Linked DNA regions of Sus scrofa: region 1 is linked to region 2. The links are chromatin contacts, called in public HiChIP or PLAC-seq maps. All regions are on one chromosome and are shown on one strand. Each heading gives the region's core, a stretch centred on a gene start, on an enhancer-like site or on the middle of the called end of the contact. The rest is flanking DNA. Distances are from core to core; before and after follow the strand shown.

Region 1 (6,064 bases), core at 593-3,092, 180 kb after region 2:
ACAGCACAGTTGTCCATCCTTCAACTGAGTAAAGGGCCTGTGAGCTTAAATGACTGTGGACATGAGACATATATATGGAAATATGGATGCCAGCCCCACCAGGGTAAGCTCCTCTGAGGGGGCACACACAGCCCCAGGGGAGGGAAAGCCCCTGGGTGTACAGACGTGTGTGTGCCTGTTGATGTGTGTGTGCACGCATGCACAGTTACATGTATGTTCCTGTGAAGTTGTGCAAGTTCAGCTTCTGCATCTCTGGTGGCCACTGGTCTCAGGGGTCTGGGTAGGGCTGAGAAAGGAGAAATACCTACAGGCAGAGGCCAAGGGAATGGGGACAACTGCTCTGGCAGCTCCTGAGAAGTCAGAAGGGCAAGAGGCAGGTCTTTGGTAGCTTAGTACCTGGCTCCTCTGGGGTAGGCTGGTGTGGACCTCCTAGTCCTGCCAGAGGCTGGACTCTCTCATGCCTGCGGCACCCACCCCACCAGAGGCCCTGACTCCTGAAATGTTGCACCTGCAGAGAATGGAGTAGGTCTAAGCCTGTTGTGGAGGGTGGTAGGGGGCAGGGAGACAGCCCAGAAGGCCTCCTTCTTCAAGGAGGGCAGCCAGAGCTGGGCCTGTTGACCCCAAGAGTGGAAACCTACAGATCCGCAGGATAAAAGATGGGGGACCCCACCACAAATGACAAACAAAATAGGTGCCCCTGCTGAACCACCAGAGGATCCTTCTGAGGCCTCCTGACTTCTGGAGCACCCCCTGTGGCCTCCTCTCTCCACTGCCTGCCTGGCGGGGCTCCATGCAGAGGGTCTATCCTGTCTCCTGGGGCCCAGCTCTGTTCTCAAGAGCAGCGGCCTTGGGTCCCCAGTGTGCCCAAGAGCCCTGAGGTGAAACTGCAGCATCCCACACCTGGGGGCTGCTTTGCCCCTCACCAGCTCCGGCCTCAGGGCAACTGTCAGCGCAGCCAGAGAGCTGAGCCCAAGTCACAGTCTTCAAACAAACTACACTCTTCTCCATCAGAGGGGGGGTTTTGGGGATTTGAAAAACAGTCCTTCTTTCCTTGCTGTGTAGGCAATGAGACCAAGGCTGAACCCTTGGGCCCAGCTGCAGCTAGAGCTGTTTTTCTCTTCTTGTGGTTTCTCCTTGGGGTTAAGTAATGTTTCATTTCTCAGCATAACGACCAACGCAGGCCTCTCCCCACAGTGTCAACACAGCCTGATGGGTGGGGAAACTGGGGGGCTGCACCAGCCCTTGGGTCCCCAGGCTCCTTACTAGTGAAGGAATGAGAGACCCCAGTGCTCTCCCAAGGCGATGGGTGGAGGGAGAGGCAGAGGAGTGTTCTAGAAAGATTAGGACACGGTGAATGCCAAACACAGCGGGCACCACTCCTGTGAGAGATGTTTATCACCAACCACACGGCACCCGTGTGTCTCAAAGGGAGAAGGTCCCCTGCTCTGGGCTGGCACCCCTCTCCTCTGGGAGGGTCCCCTTCCCCATTCCTAGGCCTCTTGCTATGAGGAAAACAGCTTCCTGAAGCCTCTGCTGGCTATCTGTCCTTTGTAGGGATACATTCCTGACTTCGGGGAGCCCCTGGAGTGCAGAGGTGGGGGTGGGGTCCCCTGACTCCCATACCCCTGCTCCCAAGGAATGCAATCCATTGGGTTGGGGTGTTGGGGGTGGGGTGGGGAGTAGAGGGTGGGGGGTGGGAGGGTGCTTGCAGCACCCAGAGTCTGGAAAGGGGGAGAGCAAAAGTAGGGTGTGGATTCTGCAGGCGGATCTGCAGCCTTTGTCAGTGGCCACGGTGCAGGGCACTTCCTGAAATGTGCGATCCTTCCCTGGCAGTTCCCCTCCCCCAGGTTCACACAGGGTCACCCACAGGCCTCTCCTCCCTGTGGTGCTCAGAGGCTCCACCCCAGTGCTCAGCCCAGGACAGGGAGCTCCTGCCAGAGGCCTGGGGACCCTGCAAGCCCCCTGAAGCTGCCACCCCTCTTTCCCTAAGTGACCCCAAGCTGGGGACGTCACAGCCATCCTCTTCCCCCTTCTCAAAGCCAAAAGGTTCTAGGTCCTACTCCCTTTGGATCTTAAACCCATAACTAAATTCAAGCCTCTGGCTGCCAAGTGCACAGTTTTTAAAGGCAGCCATGGGAGGGGCCTGAGAGGGGCCGCTGGGGAACATAGGTGCTGGCCAGATAGGGTTCCTGGGCACTAGGGTCCCCAGAGAAATGCAGCCTGGGCCACTATCGAGGGAGCCAGGATACCAACTGGCTCCCACCCTGTGACTGGGGGTTGGAATAAGAAGAGAGACCAGTTCAGGAACCTGCAACCTCAGTGGGGTTTCCGTTCAGCTGGCATTTACGGAACTCTGGCTTTGTGCCAGGACAGCGCTCAGCACTGGGAAGGCGCCAAGAGGAAGGGGGCCAGATGCAAGGGGGTGGGGGATCCCAGGTCCCCAGCCTGCCAGCTGGTGAGGGCAGGGGGAGATCCCGTGGAGGTGGGGGAGGTCCTATGGAGGTGGAGGAGGCTGCTTCTGCGGAGAGAGCCTTGCAGAGCCGAGGCCGGGGGGGTGGGGTAGGGTGGGGTGGGAGTCTGAGCTTATGCATCATGGACAAAGAGACCCTTTCAGGTCCCCAGTCAAGAGTGACAACTGCAGGCCAGAGATCCCAAAAGATGTCACCAGTAGTTCTGGCAGAATTTAAAGGCTGGACTGCCATGGCCTTCTAGGGGGATTCACAAGGGCCTTTCTGAGATGTGGAGTCAAGTGAAGAGAGTTGGGAAGGACATTCAATTTCAAGGTAGAACTACAGTCCCAGCTCTCATGCTCACTGCGTGTAGGATGCATGTGCTGTGAGATCAACTTTTCTGCAGACCCTGGGGTCTTAGAGCTCAGGCCAGATTTTCTAGAGGAAGAGAAATTCTGGGAAGATCTGTGTATGATCTAGGTCTTTTGCAAATAACCATTTCTAGCTGGCTTTACACAAAAAGGGGAACTTAGGGCAAGAAAACCATCCTAGAGTTTCTAAGAGTCCAAGGGCAGGGATGGCGGGCTCTGGGATGGCAGCCTGGGACCTGGGGATTTGGGGGACCCAGGGTCCCTTTACCCCTCTACTGGACTCTCTCTGCATTGGCGTGGCCCCTGGACCTCCTTCAAGTTTATATTTCTGCAAAATGAGCTGGGGTCTCCTGGGGCCAGTTCCATCCTCCTGAGGAGTCTCCGGTTGTCCTGGCTTGGGTCCGGCTCCCATCCCAGGGCCAATAAGTGTGGCTGGTGTGGGGCAGAGTGACACTGGGGACATTACTGTCTTTACAGCAGAGCTATTTTTACCCCAAAACAAAATCCTACCTGAACCTCTAACTATGCCAAAGGCATCCCTGGGGATGGCAGGCAGATGACCCCAGGGAGCCCAGGGGCCACCATACTCACCTCCTTCCCTCAGTGAATCCAGAACCAACCCTCAGAGCCAGTCTTAGAAATGAACAGGTTTCTCATCCCCAACACAGAGCTCTTCCTCCTCCCCAGGCTGCCATCACCTCCCCTCAACAGCCCATGTCTCCTGGGTCCCTGGGGGGTGCACCCCAGCCTCTTCAGATTCTTCAAGGACCTTGGGCGCTGGGAGCCAGAGCTTGGAAATGGCCACTCTGGGCAGCACATGGAGGGGCTGGTGATGAACTGGGTCAAGGGCGCGCCCACTGAGCTGGCTCACTTCTCCTCCATCCCTCCACCTTCCAGAAGCCTCCTTCTGCCCAGAGCCCTGCAGGACAAGGGGCCCAGAGCTCAGCCCCCTTCCTGAGATTGCTGCACATGCCGCAGTCAGGAGTCCCTTGGCTGCCCACTGCCACTGGCCCATGCCACTGGTCCTCTTAATGCCACAGCAGTTTGATGGAGGAAACAACCTGCAGAGAAGCCAAAGGAAAATAAGTGCCGTTGCTTCTGCGATGTATGAGGCCACTTGCGTTATCTATTCACCCCAACAATAACCCAATCTTTATGAACCAATAGACCGGAGTCTGGTCAAGTCCTCAAGGTCACACAGCTGGTAGCTAGCTGAGCAGGAAGTTTAAACCTGTTGCCCAAGACTCTAAAGGCCTCACTTTCTGAAGCAGCTCATCCAGAATAGCACTAACTGTCAGTGGCCAGTGGAGGACAGAGATCTAGGTCTCCCGCGTGGTTGCTGTGATCACACACTGAGCACGTTCCACAGCTTAGCTGGTTCTGACCACACATCTCCCTGCTTTGAGCCCCCCTGCTGTGCTCTGGAAGCAGGGAAATTAGGCCCCTGTCAGCCACATCTGTGCTGCTTGCCTTCCTACAGCTTCATGGACAACTCTGATCTCCTTCTTTGCCCAACGCCTGGAATTGTGCTGCTTGGGCTCCCCTACCCTGATGGATGAACTCCCCCCAAGACCTCATTTCCTGGCATCTCCAGACACCTGCAGTGCTCTCTTCACAGAAGGCTCTCCCCCTCTGCAACCCCAGCTGCACCCACACTCCCCCTAGCTAGGCCGGTATTGGGGCCTGTGATAGGTCGAAGGAGCTGGGATGGGCTGAATTGCATCACCCCCTCCCCCCAATTCATGTGTTGAAGTCATAACTCCCAGTACGTTGTATTTGGAGATGGGGCCTTGAAGGAGGAAATTAAGGCTAAATGAGGTCACAGTGGGCCTTGGTGCCCTTATCCAATCTGACTGGTGTCTTTGTGCAAAGGGGAGATTAGGACAGAGACACACATAGAGGGATGACCGTGTGAGGACACGGGGAGAAGTCAGCTTTCTATAAGCCAAGAAGAGAGACCTCAGAGGAAACCAACTCCACTGACGCTTTAATCTTGGACTTTTGGCCTCCAAAGGGGCAAGAAATTAAATTTCTGTTGCTTAATCCACCCAGTGTGTGGCACTTTGCTATAGCAGTCTTACCAGACTAATGCACAGAAAGGTGTTTAGAAGGTATGTGTCCAGGACCCTGGATGCACAGCGTGGGGAGGGGCTCTGGACTGAGGCTTGGAGAACAGGGTGGAGCTGGTTCCAACACAGGGCTTGGGGTCCTTGGGAAAATCGAGTCATCGGTCTTGGCCCCATAACTGCTCATCTCGCAAAGCTGGGGTGACCTCCAACAAAACAATCCAGGGGAAAGCCCTACAAAGACTGCGAATCACCTTTCCCATAATTGTTTCTCCTTCGCCGATGGAGCGGCCGCTCAAGTTAGCAAAATGCACAGACGATGACTAGGAATCACAAGGAGTGGATGGTGCCCTGCTTTGTGAGTCCTGCAAAAGACATGGGTCATGGCTGCCACCCCTCAGGCTCACACTGGCCGGAGGGACCTCCTGAGCCTTCAGACCCAGCAGCAGAACTGACCTGCTCCATCTGTGGGCCTGGGTGTCTGTGTTAAGCTAGGCAAGCTACACACAAAGGGCACCAGGATCCGGCCCTAGCCCCAGGGAGGGACTCTGGTTTGGAAGGCATATGCGCTGACTGTCCATCTGGTTTCCTAGGGCTTAGGATCTCAGAGATAAAGTAAAAAGGAAAATGCATAGAAAAGTCCAGAAGCAGCTGGCCTGGACCGACAGTGAACAGCCTTCCACAGTAATTCTGACAGCAGCAGGAGAGCACATCTTTGGGTCAGAATTACTGTCCACCCCTGCAACTTGAAGCACTGTTGATTTGGAGGTCTTAGCCCTTGGTGGGTGGGGGCGCCCCTCCCACAGCACACAGGAACGGAGCCGGGCTGAGTGGGAGATGGAGACTGGCCACACTGCAATCCTCAGGATCCTCTACCAATGGTAGAGGAAGGAGGACCCTCTGCTGTCTGGGGGCATCCACCCCAGATGGCCAAGGGGAGGCTGGAAGCTGCAACACACATGGGCAGGAAGGACTGGTCTGGGAGCCACAGGAGGCTCTGGGGCACTTCTCAGGTCCTCTTGTCCAACCATAGGGTCAGTGAGAAGGTCTGACAACCGCCCAGCAGGAGACAAACCTTCCCAGGTGAAGCTGCATGGGCCGCCAGGTGAAGGGCCCACCAACTGTGGTGCAGACCTGGGGAGCCTCCAAGCCTGGGAAGTTCCAGTTGCCAACAGTT
Region 2 (6,433 bases), core at 3,686-6,185:
AAAGCCAGCTATCTTGAGTAGGACAATAAAGACTAAGGCATATTGTTTGGATGCTTGGAATTGGGCAAACCTCTTTTTGCTACATGGGGTTTCGATCAGTCTGGTCAGGATCTGGTGCCACTCTAGTTACACCTTGTGTTTATGGTGGGGCTGGTTACTTCTCACTGTCTAATGCACTCTTTGTGCTGTGCCTCATCTTGGTGAGATTCTCTTTCCATGTTCTTGCCCCTTTTCTAGCAGTGGACTGCTGTTACTCATAGCTTGTTAGCCTTGGAGCAGGAGGGAGGGCCTGAAACTGTAATGTTTCTGTAATTCTGATTAAGCCTCTGTCTTCAGCAGGAGGAGGGAGTGACCTCCCATAGCTGTAGTTCTGGGCTCAACACATATTCTTGCCACTCCCCCAGGGGAAAGGAGGTTTATTCCCTATTTCCCACCCCACTATAACCTTTAGTGGGGAAAGCCCCAGTGCCCTTAGATCATTGAGGTGTGTGTTGCCCTGCCCTCTGAAGTTTTTTCCTTAGCACAGGTGGGAAAGGAATATGAAGGACACTTTCTCAGAATTCTTGCCAGTCTTTTTGCTAGCACCAGATCTGCTTCCATGGAGAGGGGTCTGCCTTACATCTGTGGCTCCCAGAGTTCTGTATTCTTTCAACGCTTCCTTTACCAAGTGGTTAACAGTTTTAGCTGAATTCTTCTTAGTGGTGTCCAGCTGAGTCTCCCCTGATTAAGTTTATGTCCATCTCTGCTCAAAGGCACATGTCTTTCCTTAGATTTGGGGCTTGCCAGTTGCCTGTGACTTCAGCTCTTGGGCGGGTTAAAAGATAGTTGTGAACCTGCAGTTTGTCTGGCTTGGTGGCAGTGGTGGGATGTTGCTCTTCCAGCTTTTTACATCCCAAACAGAAACCAGAGATCTCCACTCTGTTTTGGAAAATAAGTACTAAAAACTTTTTGCCGCTTTGGTTACCCTTTGTCCAGGCTAGTTTGAGATGATGCCTGTGTGTTTCCAGGTTAAAAGATAGGAGGAGAGAATTTTTTCAAAGCAGGGGGTGGGGGAGTTAGCAGACTTACTTTAAAAAGCATTTGGGAGTTCCCGTCGTGGTGCAGTGGTTAACGAATCCAACTAGGAACCATGAGGTTGCGGGTTCAGTCACTGCCCTTGCTCAGTGGGTTAACGATCTGGCGTTGCCGTGAGCTGTGGTGTAGGTTGCAGACATGGCTCGGATCCCGCGTTCCTGTGGCTCTGGCGTAGGCCGGCGGCTACAGCTCCGATTCGACCCCTAGCCTGGGAACCTCCATATGCCTCGGGAGCGGCCCAAGAAATAGCAAAAAGACGAAAAAATAAAATAAAATAAAAAGCATTTGCTGTTCTTGACATTTGCCACCAGAGGGCAAGCCGCTGGACCCCTCTCACTGGGTGAGGCCAGGTTTCCAAGAGGTAAAACTGTAAAGTGGGAGGTAGGAACATACAAAATACCTGGAGGGTCTGTTCCCAAGGCTTCCCCAGCCTGTACAGCGGCAGGTGGGGCTCCTGGGTCCTGAGGCCCCGATCCTGACCTGTAGGCCACAGCCGTGCGCTCTGCAGAGATGATTTCGAGGATTCCAAACTTCTGCTTGGTGCCTTGTGGTTGTAGAGGAGGGGCAGGGGTAAGAGGAGCCCATGGAGCCCTGGTCAGCGCAGCTCTTGAGTGTGGGAGCCCTTTGGTGAGGAGGTGAGGCTGCAGAGGCCATGGGGCTACATTACTTTAGTTGGTGTATCTGAAACAAGTAAACCAAAATCATAGTGGCTTCACATGATAGAAGTTTGGTTCACATGCAGATAAAGTCTGAAACAGGTGTTCCCGGTGGGCAGGACTTCTGATGTCTTGTAGGATCACCATCTTCAAAAGGCACCACAGTGGGAAAGGGTGTGGCGGAGATGGCCCACCAAGCCCTAACCACACTGCTCAGCCCTCCCACAGCACTTCTGCTCGTGCCCCCTTTCCTAACACTGAGGGCTGGAAAATCTAGCTGGGCCTGGGCAGACAAACTAAAGGCGCCTCTCTCCCGGGAAGGTGGATGGCAAGACCCCATATCACCCATGTTACACCTACAGATACTGGTCCTAGCAGAGTATTGTTCTAGAACAATGTTTTCCAGGCGTGCTTGATTTTAAGAACCACAGAGGATGCTTATTTAAAATTGATCCTTGGATCCTTCGCATGGACACTCTGGTTTGGCCATCCGCTTGGGGGCCTGGAGTGGGCGCCTTTACCAAACCCTCCAGGGAGCCATGCTGCCCTAGCAAGTGTCTGCAGAGGGCGCCTCTACCCCCTGCCCCTAACCTCGGCGGGAGGCCAGGCCAGCCCTCTCTGTTCTTGTGGTGACTAGTGGAACTATAGGACTGGCTCCTGGGTATTGCCCAAGGGAGGCTGGTCCTGAGCCAGCCCTATAGTTCAGCCCTGGGAAGGGCGGCCTGTGTCATGGCCATGCCATGTAAGCCGCCCCTGACCTCCCAAGCCAGAGCACAGTGCTGCCCAGTCCCCATCCAGATTAAAAGGAAAATCCAGAGCAAAGCTACCTTTCCCTTATATGGGGTGGGGGGGCGGGGCGGGGAGGGGATTATTTGTATCTCTTTAGCAACACTGGAGGGCGGCATTGAGTCAGTGTTTCCAGTTTTCTTATCAGAAAATCAACTATTGATGTTATTCAGTCTTAAATTGTATGTGTGTATTCTTTATTGATTTGTCTTTCTGTTTTTGTCATGGCATACATGCCATGAATCATGGGGGAATGACACCATGGCTAGCACCTGGGGATGGCGAGGGTAGAGGAGTAAGGAGGAGGAGGTCCGGGAAAACTTGGGTGGGAGCAAGGCCCCCTGCATCCTAGAGTGGTGACTGGGGGCTCTCTGTCCCCAATGGTAGGGCTCTGGGCACCAAGGAAATCAGCCTGTGGGAAACCCTGTTTACTCCTTCAGGGCTAGGCAACTTCTGGCCACCAGCACAGGAGCAGGAGAGAGGCGCTCCAGGGCTGGAGACGGGCAAGGATGAGCCTGAAAGAGGGAGGCCCCTGCCCCACTGTCAGCTCCTAGCCCATTTCCCAATCTATAAAGTGGCCCAGCCCCACCTTCTTCTCAAGCTGGTGGGACAACAGCAGAGGCAAGAGCCCCCGGTGGAGGTCCCAACAGTGTCTGCTTGTCACACCTGGAGGTGCACTGGGTCCCTGCCCTGCACCCACTTCTACCATCACCAGCATTTGGGAGGGCGGGCCACTCAGGGCAGCGCTCAGGACAGCACCCACTTCTCTCTCCACCAGCCACTGGAAACAGGAAACAAGGCAGCTCCAGCAAACAAAGCAGCTGACCCAACCAAGCCCTGGGCTATGCTGCTCAGCTGGGACTTGAACCTCAGGAGGGGCCTACAGCCCCCACGAAAAGACTGCTGCTCAGAGGGCGGAAATGGGGCTGCCATATTTCTCCCTACCTCCCAACTGCGAGTCAACCCCATCACTAGGGAACTGATCTCAGCTGGCCCACTGCAACTCCAGAAGCCCCCAGTGGATCCTAGACAAACCTGTAAACACCAACCTCTGCCCCAGCCTTTCAGAGGTGGCCAGGATCCCCAGGGGCAGGGGTGGGTTGCAGTCAGGAGTGGTTTTGATGACTCTGTCCCTTGGTGCAGCGAGGGGCCCATCCTTGCCTTCTCTATCTCTTCCCTCCTCAGAAGGCTCATTGGCTGGCCTCTTTGCCTGAGCTTCCTCAGCCTGCTGTTTACCTTATCACCACCTGACAGCAGGAAGTGTATGTCACCTGTGTACTCTGTCCCCGCCTCCCACCCCCAATACAGGAGGTGAGCTCCCTATGACAAAGGGGTATGGGATGTGGGGGTCCCACACTGTCACAGACTTGCTGAATGAACTCACAAATGAGCAGGGGGGTAGGCAGCCCTCACTCTCTGGGAGGAGATGGGAGGGCCTCGCCCTAAAGCCGCACCCCCACCCCAGGTGAACTAGAAGCAGCAGAAGCAATAATACCGTTTCTTTGTCTGCCGCCAGAGGTGGGTATTTCCGGTCTGACAGACCCAAGTTGAGGACAGGTAGTGTGTCCAACTGCTTTTCAGAATCCACAAAAAGTAGGACATTTTAAAAACTATTAGTAGCAGTTTTAAAATATTACCACCTTGGAGTTCCTGGCTCAGTGGTTAATGAACCCGACTAGTATCTGTGAGGACGTGGGTTCTATCCTTGGCCTTGTTCCCTGGGTTAAGGATCTGGCATTAAGGTGAGCTCTGGTGTAGGCCAGCGAGCTGCAGCTCCGTTTTGAGCCCTAGCCTGGGAACCTCCATATGCTGCGGCCCTAAAAAGACAAAAGAATAAAAATAAAATATGTGGCCCTAAAGCTCCCGCTGGCCCAGATGTCCCCTGTACACCTCCATTCCGTTTCCTTAATCACGGAGCCTCCTGGTCTTGGGGCCCATTTCCTGCCCTTTCTCGGGGCTGCGGGAGCACTGACCTCCGTCCTGGCCGGTGGACCACCTGGCACTGGCCTCCCTCTTTTGCGTTCAGCCGTAATCCCCCTGACGGATTCGGAGCACAAGCTGCTGCCTCTGCACTTTGCTGTGGACCCCGGCAAGGACTGGGAATGGGGGAAAGACGACAACGATAACGCCAGGCTGGCACAGTAAGACCCTACCCCTGTGTCCCCCTCCCCCACGCCCTACGGAGCGGGCTGTCGCTGGGCTCCCCGGGGAGGGGCTGGGCGCAGCGCCCCGGCTCCTCTGGAGACGGTCGGCGGGCGGGGCGAGCCGGGACGCGTCTCATTTGGTGTTCCTCTCTCTAGCCTGATCCTGTCGCTGGAAGCCAAGCTAAACCTTCTGCATAGCTACATGAATGTGACGTGGATCCGGATCCCCTCGGAGACCCGGGTAAGCTAGGCGTGCGACGGGAAGAAGCGGCAGGCGGGGCGGCGGCTGCTCATTCTGCTCCGGCAGGAAGGCGGGGGTGCATCCTCCCCAACGCTGACCGCCCAGGTTCCGACTGGAACGCGCGCCTGTCTGCGCGTGCGCCTGCGTGTCTGGCCATAGCAGCGCTCAGGCTAGGTTGTGTGTCTGTGTGTGTGTTTTATTTTTTTGAGGTCCCCTTATCTTCGACAGAAGGAGCGGAATAAACACGCCCACTCAGAAAACAAACCGTAGGCAAGTCGCAACACAAAACTCTGCCCAGCTCGGAACACGATGTGCTGCCACGGAGCGGAATTAATTATAAAAGTGTGTGGGTCCTCGGAAAAGGCAGAGAACCGAGGGCGCGATTCCTTGGCACCCCCCCCTTCCCCTCACTTTCCCTCCCCTCCGAAAAGGCGGTGACAAGGGGGGCTGCCTGCCCCACTTGGCCCCCTCCCCCAGGGAGAACCCATGCTGTCCTCGCCTCCAGATACTAAGACGGATTCGCTTTAAGTATCTGATATTTTTGTGGTCTCAGTGATGGTCTCCCCAAAAGAGATGTTTAAAAGAAAAGCTTATAAGTGAATTTATTCTCCCTAGACATTAGTTTATGTAGCCATAAAGTGGAGCTTATAATTAATATTTTATAAGTGACAGGAGAAGAGCAAATAGGGCAGTGCCCGGCACAATCAGTACCCAGGACAAGCCGGCACCACTCAGAGTGCTTTCATACTTCAGCCTTTACCTGTATTTAATCTTCACTGGGCTCCCTGAGGCAGGTACCGATACCCCTCTTACTAATGGCACAAGTGACAGCTGGTGGCAGTCTGGCTTCGGAGTCCTGCCTCATCTCCACATTGACCTGCCTGTCAATTACTCTGGACGTCCTTGTTTAGCCCTTATGAGGGCTGTGAAGGCAGCAACTCGAGATCTAGAATCAGGAGACTCGGTTGGGACAGGGACAGTGGGGCTGGAGGCAACACAGCGGGGAGGGAGGGATCTGCCTCCATCAGTCCGCTTGGGGACTGCTGATTTCTAACCTCATCCCTTACCTGCCCGCCCCCTCCACAGGCCCCTCTAGCACAGCCGGAGTCCCCGACCGCCTCGGCGGGGGAGGACGTGCAGTCCTTGGCCGATTCACTCGATTCAGACCGCGACTCGGTGTGCAGCAACTCCAACAGCAACAACGGCAAGAACGGCAAGGACAAGGAGAAGGAGAAACAGCGCAAGGACAAGGACAAGACACGAGCGGATTCTGTGGCCAATAAGCTAGGCAGCTTCAGCAAGACGCTGGGTATCAAGCTGAAGAAAAACATGGGCGGCCTGGGCGGCCTGGTGCACGGCAAGATGAGCCGCGCCAACTCCGCCAATGGCAAGCACGGAGACGCGCCTGAGCGCGGCAAGGAGAAGAAGGCCAAGTCGCGCAAGGGCAGCAAGGAGGAGTCCGGCGCCTCGGCTAGCACGTCTCCCTCGGAGAAGACCACGCCGTCGCCCACGGACAGGGCGGCCGGAGCGTC

The links. HiChIP or PLAC-seq counts read pairs in DNA pulled down with a chosen protein or histone mark.
Region 1: a contact with region 2 is called in an H3K27ac HiChIP or PLAC-seq map of skeletal muscle, with 3 times the contacts expected there. The contact joins two enhancer-like sites. A contact is called at or near these places in 1 of 47 Hi-C or Micro-C datasets (embryonic fibroblasts) and 1 of 2 datasets of contacts at active chromatin or transcription factors (skeletal muscle).

Annotation. Positions count from the first base shown.
Region 1 is chr1:143,598,704-143,604,767 of Sscrofa11.1, forward strand. No RefSeq gene overlaps it. Among named protein-coding and RNA genes, the nearest start is that of KLF13, 62 kb to the left of the region's middle. Within about 2 kb of position 1,843, at least 31 of the 83 cell types and tissues checked have an H3K27ac peak or open chromatin away from gene starts, as enhancers often do. A contact at or near this core is called in skeletal muscle, where this site is marked.
Region 2 is chr1:143,410,801-143,417,233 of Sscrofa11.1, forward strand. OTUD7A (OTU domain-containing protein 7A) reads left to right here. Exons shown (of 15, transcript XM_021098720.1): 13 at 4,543-4,657; 14 at 4,817-4,901; 15 at 5,988-6,433. Among named protein-coding and RNA genes, the nearest start is that of KLF13, 130 kb to the right of the region's middle. Within about 2 kb of position 4,936, at least 41 of the 83 cell types and tissues checked have an H3K27ac peak or open chromatin away from gene starts, as enhancers often do. A contact at or near this core is called in skeletal muscle, where this site is marked.